2 separate regions of the Macaca mulatta genome follow, and region 1 is linked to region 2. Evidence: chromatin contacts called from public Hi-C data. All regions are on one chromosome and are shown on one strand. The core of a region is the stretch at or near the end of the contact, and the rest is flanking DNA. Distances in the headings are between cores, read along the strand shown.

Evidence for each region. A called contact is a pair of places that touch in the nucleus more often than the background predicts.
Region 1: a Hi-C map of fibroblasts shows a contact between it and region 2, with 2.6 times the contacts expected there. The contact joins two enhancer-like sites. A contact is called at or near these places in 5 of 14 Hi-C or Micro-C datasets (blood, cortical neurons, fibroblasts and 2 more).

What each region holds. Positions count from the first base shown.
Region 1 is chr4:170,822,859-170,825,558 of T2T-MMU8v2.0, reverse strand. EDN1 (endothelin 1) reads left to right here. Exons shown (of 6, transcript XM_078001356.1): 6 at 940-2,172. The coding sequence ends at 1,045. Among named protein-coding and RNA genes, the nearest start is that of EDN1, 36 kb to the left of the region's middle. Within about 2 kb of position 1,403, at least 1 of the 40 cell types and tissues checked has an H3K27ac peak or open chromatin away from gene starts, as enhancers often do.
Region 2 is chr4:170,518,564-170,521,263 of T2T-MMU8v2.0, reverse strand. No RefSeq gene overlaps it. Among named protein-coding and RNA genes, the nearest start is that of PHACTR1, 110 kb to the right of the region's middle. Within about 2 kb of position 1,368, at least 1 of the 40 cell types and tissues checked has an H3K27ac peak or open chromatin away from gene starts, as enhancers often do.

The DNA.
Region 1 (2,700 bases), core at 154-2,653, 300 kb before region 2:
GGCAACATCATAGAGTTGCTCTGAGCTGCTCTTTGGTGATAATGCTTCCAAATCCCAAACTTTTTGGAACTCACAAGCTCGAAGGAGGAAACCCACTCTCTGATCTATCACATGTTCTGCTTTTCTCTGTCATGGTCTATGGAAACTTTTCTAGAAATCCAGTGGCAAGAAGTCCTGTGATTAAAGTGTTCTGAGCTCAGGGCAGGCAGTCATGAACTACTTCTGAGTTATAAGTTTATTACTGATTCGTGGGGCAGCCTCAGCTATCGGTTTCTTCATACCTGCCATGAGAGTTTCCATGCTTATGGTTGAAGGCCAGTAATGCTCCCCACGAGATCAGTTTCTGAACGAACGTGGAATTTTGTATGAGTTTTTATTATGCCAACTATTAAATCAACATTACAGTTCTTCCCTCTGTACTTCTCCTGTAAAAAGAAAACATTAGGCCTGCAAATATATGTATATATATATTTAAAAATAATTGCCATAAAGTATTTGCTCTGGGCCTACTGTATGCCTCTTTTCTTTTTTCTTTTTCTCTCTTCTCAACTAAATCACTGTCAATTTATTAAGATGGCCATAACTATTCAAAACCTAGCTGAGTTCCTCAAGGCAGGGTTGCATTGTGGTGAAGGTTGGGTTGGGGCTACAGAAGAAACCAGAACACCTCTAGTTTATTTAAAACTTGTATTTACTGCCCAATTCCCCTTAGACTTGACCATATGACCCCTCTCTCCCATTCTAAGCATAGGGGCCAGCTTTATTTTTACAATGGTAATAGATATCACTTGAGGTTTTATCAAAGAGTTGCGGTGGGTGGTGAAAGTTCACAGCCAGATTCAGATTTTGTTTGTGCCAGATTCTGATTTTAGATGTTTATCTTGCCAAAGGGTGATTTTTTAAAGATAACATTTGTTTTCTCTTATCTTGCTTTATTAGGACGGAGACCATGAGAAACAGTGTCAAATCATCTTTTCATGATCCCAGGCTGAAAGCCAAGCCCTCCAGAGAGCATTATGTGACCCACAACCGAGCACATTGGTGACAGACCTTCGGGGCCTGTCTGAAGCCATAGCCTCCACGGAGAGCCCTGTGGCCGACTCTGCACTCTCCACCCTGGCTGGGATCAGAGCAGGAGCATCCTCTCTGCTTGTTCCTGACTGGCAAAGGACCAGCGTCCTTGTTCAAAACATTCCAAGAAAGGTTAAGGAGTTCCCCCAAACTGTCTTCATTGGCTTGCATCGGTGGTAACTGCTTTGGTCTCTTCTTTCATCTGGGGATGACAATGGACCTCTCAGAAAGCAGAAATGCACAGTGACATTCGAATTCGGGTGGCATCCTCCAGAAAGAGGAAGGAGATTCCACACCAGGGTGGAGTTTCTGACGAAGGTCCTAAGGGAGTGTTTGTGTCTGACTCAGGCGCCTGGCACATTTCAGGGAGAAACTCCAAAGTCCACGCAAAGATTTTCTAAGGAATGCACAAATTGAAAACATACTCAAAAGACAAACATGCAAGTAAAAAGAAAAAAAAAAGACTTTTGTTTAAATTTGTAAAACGCAAAACTGAATGAAACTGTTACTGCCGTAAATCAGGATATGTTTCAAGAATATGAGTCTACCTCACCTATATTGCACTCTGGCAGAAGTATTCCCACATTTAATTATTGCCTCCCCAAACTCTTCCCACCCCTGCTTCCCCTTTCTCCATCCCCCATACTAAATCCTAGCCTCGTAGAAGTCTGGTCTAATGTGTCAGCAGTAGATATAATATTTTCATGGTAATCTACTAGCTCTGATCCATAAGAAAAAAAAAGATCATTAAATCAGGAGATTCCCTATCCTTGATTTTTGGAGACACAATGGCATAGGGTGGTTTATGAAATATATTGAAAAGTAAGTGTTTGTTATGCTTTAAAGCAGTAAAATTATTTTCCTTTATATAACCGGCTAATGAAAGAGGTTGGATTGAATTTTGACGTACTTATTTTTTTATAGATATTTATATTCAAACAATTTATTCCTTATATTTACCATGTTAAATATCTGTTTGGGCAGGCCATATTGGTCTATGTATTTTTAAAATATGTATTTCTAAATGAAATTGAGAACATGCTTTGTTTTGCCTGTCAAGGTAATGACTTTAGAAAATAAATATTTTTTTTCCTTACTGTACTGATTTTGAATCATTACTGAAATTTCTAAGGAGTGGGCCAAAGTGATTAAGAATTATAAAGGCAAATGGTTAAAGATGGTTTTGTAGAAAAGTGACAATTAAAAGGATATTACAGTCTGAGCTAATTATAGAAATAATTTTACCTATCTCTTAAATGTTGATTTTACATTGCATTGAGGTAAAAACACAAAACAAAAAAGCAGCTTTAATACCTCTGTCTTCTCTTGGGTAGCAGCCTCCTGCTTCCCCTTCACCTGAAAACTCTCCAGGGACTTCATCCATTAACTTGGCTCAGGCTATTAGGCAGGATTCAACAGTTTAAGCTGATGGTGTGGTGAGAGATGCTTTCTCCGTATTAATGGACTGAAGGAAGTAATGGCAAGACAACCCCCCAAAACATACCTAATTATACAAAGTTACACACCAGAGTTGCGTTTAGAAAATGGCCTGCTCAGAGCAAGTAGAGGTTTCCAATGGCTTTTTATTTTCTCACATTAAGGAGTTTGTTTTTTAAGGAACATTGAGTA
Region 2 (2,700 bases), core at 119-2,618:
AATGGGAGTAATCAACTGAGAATTTTTTTAAGACCTTAATTGAAAGATGCTAGCTAATAAAATTTTTTCTTGCGTCTATTACATTAAAAGGCTTGTTTGATTCTAATAAAATATTTATGATATAAAACATGTCTACAAGAAAGGTTAACAAGAAAGAAATGATAGAATATTATTACTCAGGTTTTATAAGTGAAGAAACTGAGGTCCTGAGAAACTGACATGCACTAAGATGCAGTTCTTCAGATTTCTTCTTCAGAGAACTTTCTAGCATAACCATTACCTCTCTGACAACAGTAAGCCCCATCCATGGTACTTTTTATAATGATTTTTCTCCAGAAAGGCTCTTGGTTTTAATAGCTAATGAACCCGTCAACTAGAGAATATTGATTGTTATATAGGACACAATCTATTACCAGGTTTCCTCTTTCTTTTCCTTTAAATCCTGTTTTCCCACCTTTCAAGTTGAAAAGAGTCTTTAATCTATGACTTTTATTGTTCCTTATATATAAACTAAAATGTGAAGATTGACTTGAAATGCAAATGCTACTTTAACATCTTTCCAGCAAATACTACTTCTTGTACTAATGCTAGAGAGTGTGAGATAAATAAATTGGAGTTCAATTTTTCCTCCTTCTCAATTCTGTTTGCCATTTTAGAACACTGTGAAAGGCAGCAAGCTATGCTAGAAGATAAAACTTATAACAATTTTTATTTTCTCTGTTGTGACCTCCCCACTGGTCCCGCCCCCCCCTCCAAAAAATCTTAACTGTTGGTTTTATAGTCTTCTCTGCTCTCAAGGGATTTGAGGTATGCAAAACTTTGGCTGAGATTGGAAAGAAACAGCTCAGAGGTGGGGACTGCTGCTTAAAATGTTCCTTTGTTTCATTTTTTTTTCCTGTTATTGTATACGAAACTTTGAAACTATCCTGACTTTCCATTCCAAAGGCAAAGGCCAGGACAGGTGCCAATCGCAGCGACCATTTGGTGGAGGGGCATACATGATGATTGGTTTTTATGGGGGCTCAGAGTGAAAGCAGAGGGGATTCTCAGAAGGTTTCATTATGAGATTAAGATGTTGGCCTTGTTAGGGTAAACTGTAATCCTCCGTCACCTTTTGGTGAGAGGGATCCTGTGAGAACCTTCTACAAGGGAGATCTTCAGGTTTAATACCAACAAGCACAATGCAGGGTCGTAGCAGTCCAAGAACTGAGTGGAAACTCCAGGGCTGGGGATGCTAAACTCCATCTATGTTGATTTGCTTTGTAACCTGAGGCAAGTGTCTCTAAATTCCTTCAGCCTCCACTTCTTCATCTAAGTCAGGCTTGCCACAGGCACAGGTATTGTGTAAATACATGGATACTATCATTCCTTGGGGGAAAAAAAATGCTTTGTTGAGCCAGCAGCGCTCTCTACTGCTTGAAGCAGGGTGTGAATAAGAGCTCCTGGGTCTTTCACCAAATTGTTAAAGATGTTCTGAGATGCTGTAGAAAAGATGCTTTCATGGCTTTAGAAACAGTACACAACAGCTGCTCAGATTGAGTAGTATCTCTTTAATGGCAGGGTTAGGAAGGTGTGTTTCATTTTTCTTTTGGATAAGTCACTTGGAAGTGATGGACTTATGGGCCTGCTGACCTGGCCATTTGACTATGTCGAACAGCAATCCCACCTTTAACTTGTTAGATTCATTTTCTATACTCCCCTCTATTCTCTCTCACCTCCCAAATACACACACACACACAACACACACACACACACATATCTCTGCATTTGCCTGACCTGTAGAGTATGATCTGAGGGATGCCAAAGTGCTTCCTGTTGCCACATATATGCATTCCTAAATATTTCTCCTGTTACAACATTTAAACCTGTTGTTTAAATAGAAAATAAGAGTCAAACATATCCCGTTGTTGCTCATGGGATCCGATTTGTGTTTACCAGTGTGGGCTCTGGGTTTGAATCTCAGCCTTGTCACTCAGCTCTGTGAAATCTCTGAGCCTTGACTTTATCTTCTGTAAAATGGTAGCAGTAATGGTACAGCCCTCATAGGGTTGCTGTACAAAGTAAAGATGATAATGATGTAAAATCCTTGGAATGTTGCCTGATGCATAATAAACACACAGTAGACACAGCTGCTGAGGTTATTATTGAAGTGGTACAGCGGAAAGAAATGGTACGGAGGAAGGTCAATCAGGATGGCGTAATGGGACAGAGCAAACCATAGACTTGTACTGACCATTTATGAGCATTTAAGTTAACTTTTATTCTGCTTCTGCTGATGGCAAAATTTAGGCAGGCTTGCAAGAGCTGCCTTGTCCTATAAGACAAAAGACTAGCCTAACCAGTCTCTTGCTAATAACTGGAGTGACCTCTAGTGGTTCTGATTTTTTTCATAGTGGAAAACACAAAACAAACCAGACTCACCCAAACTGTACACTGTTTTGCTTGCACTCAAAATTCAGAAGCTGATTAAATGGAAATTAGTCTAGTGTTTAATTGAATTGACTGATTTATTAATAGAAGCCTTATTTCTACCAGATAGTTTCAAGAATCTCTTCCCAGTATGACCACACCCTCACTTCCATTTGGCCTTCTGTCCATTATTACTGAGTTGGGGGAGTAATTTATTAGCATTCAATTAAAATGTATAGATGTATTTAAAATGTATAGGATGCTTCCCATGGGCAAGACACTGTGCTAGGC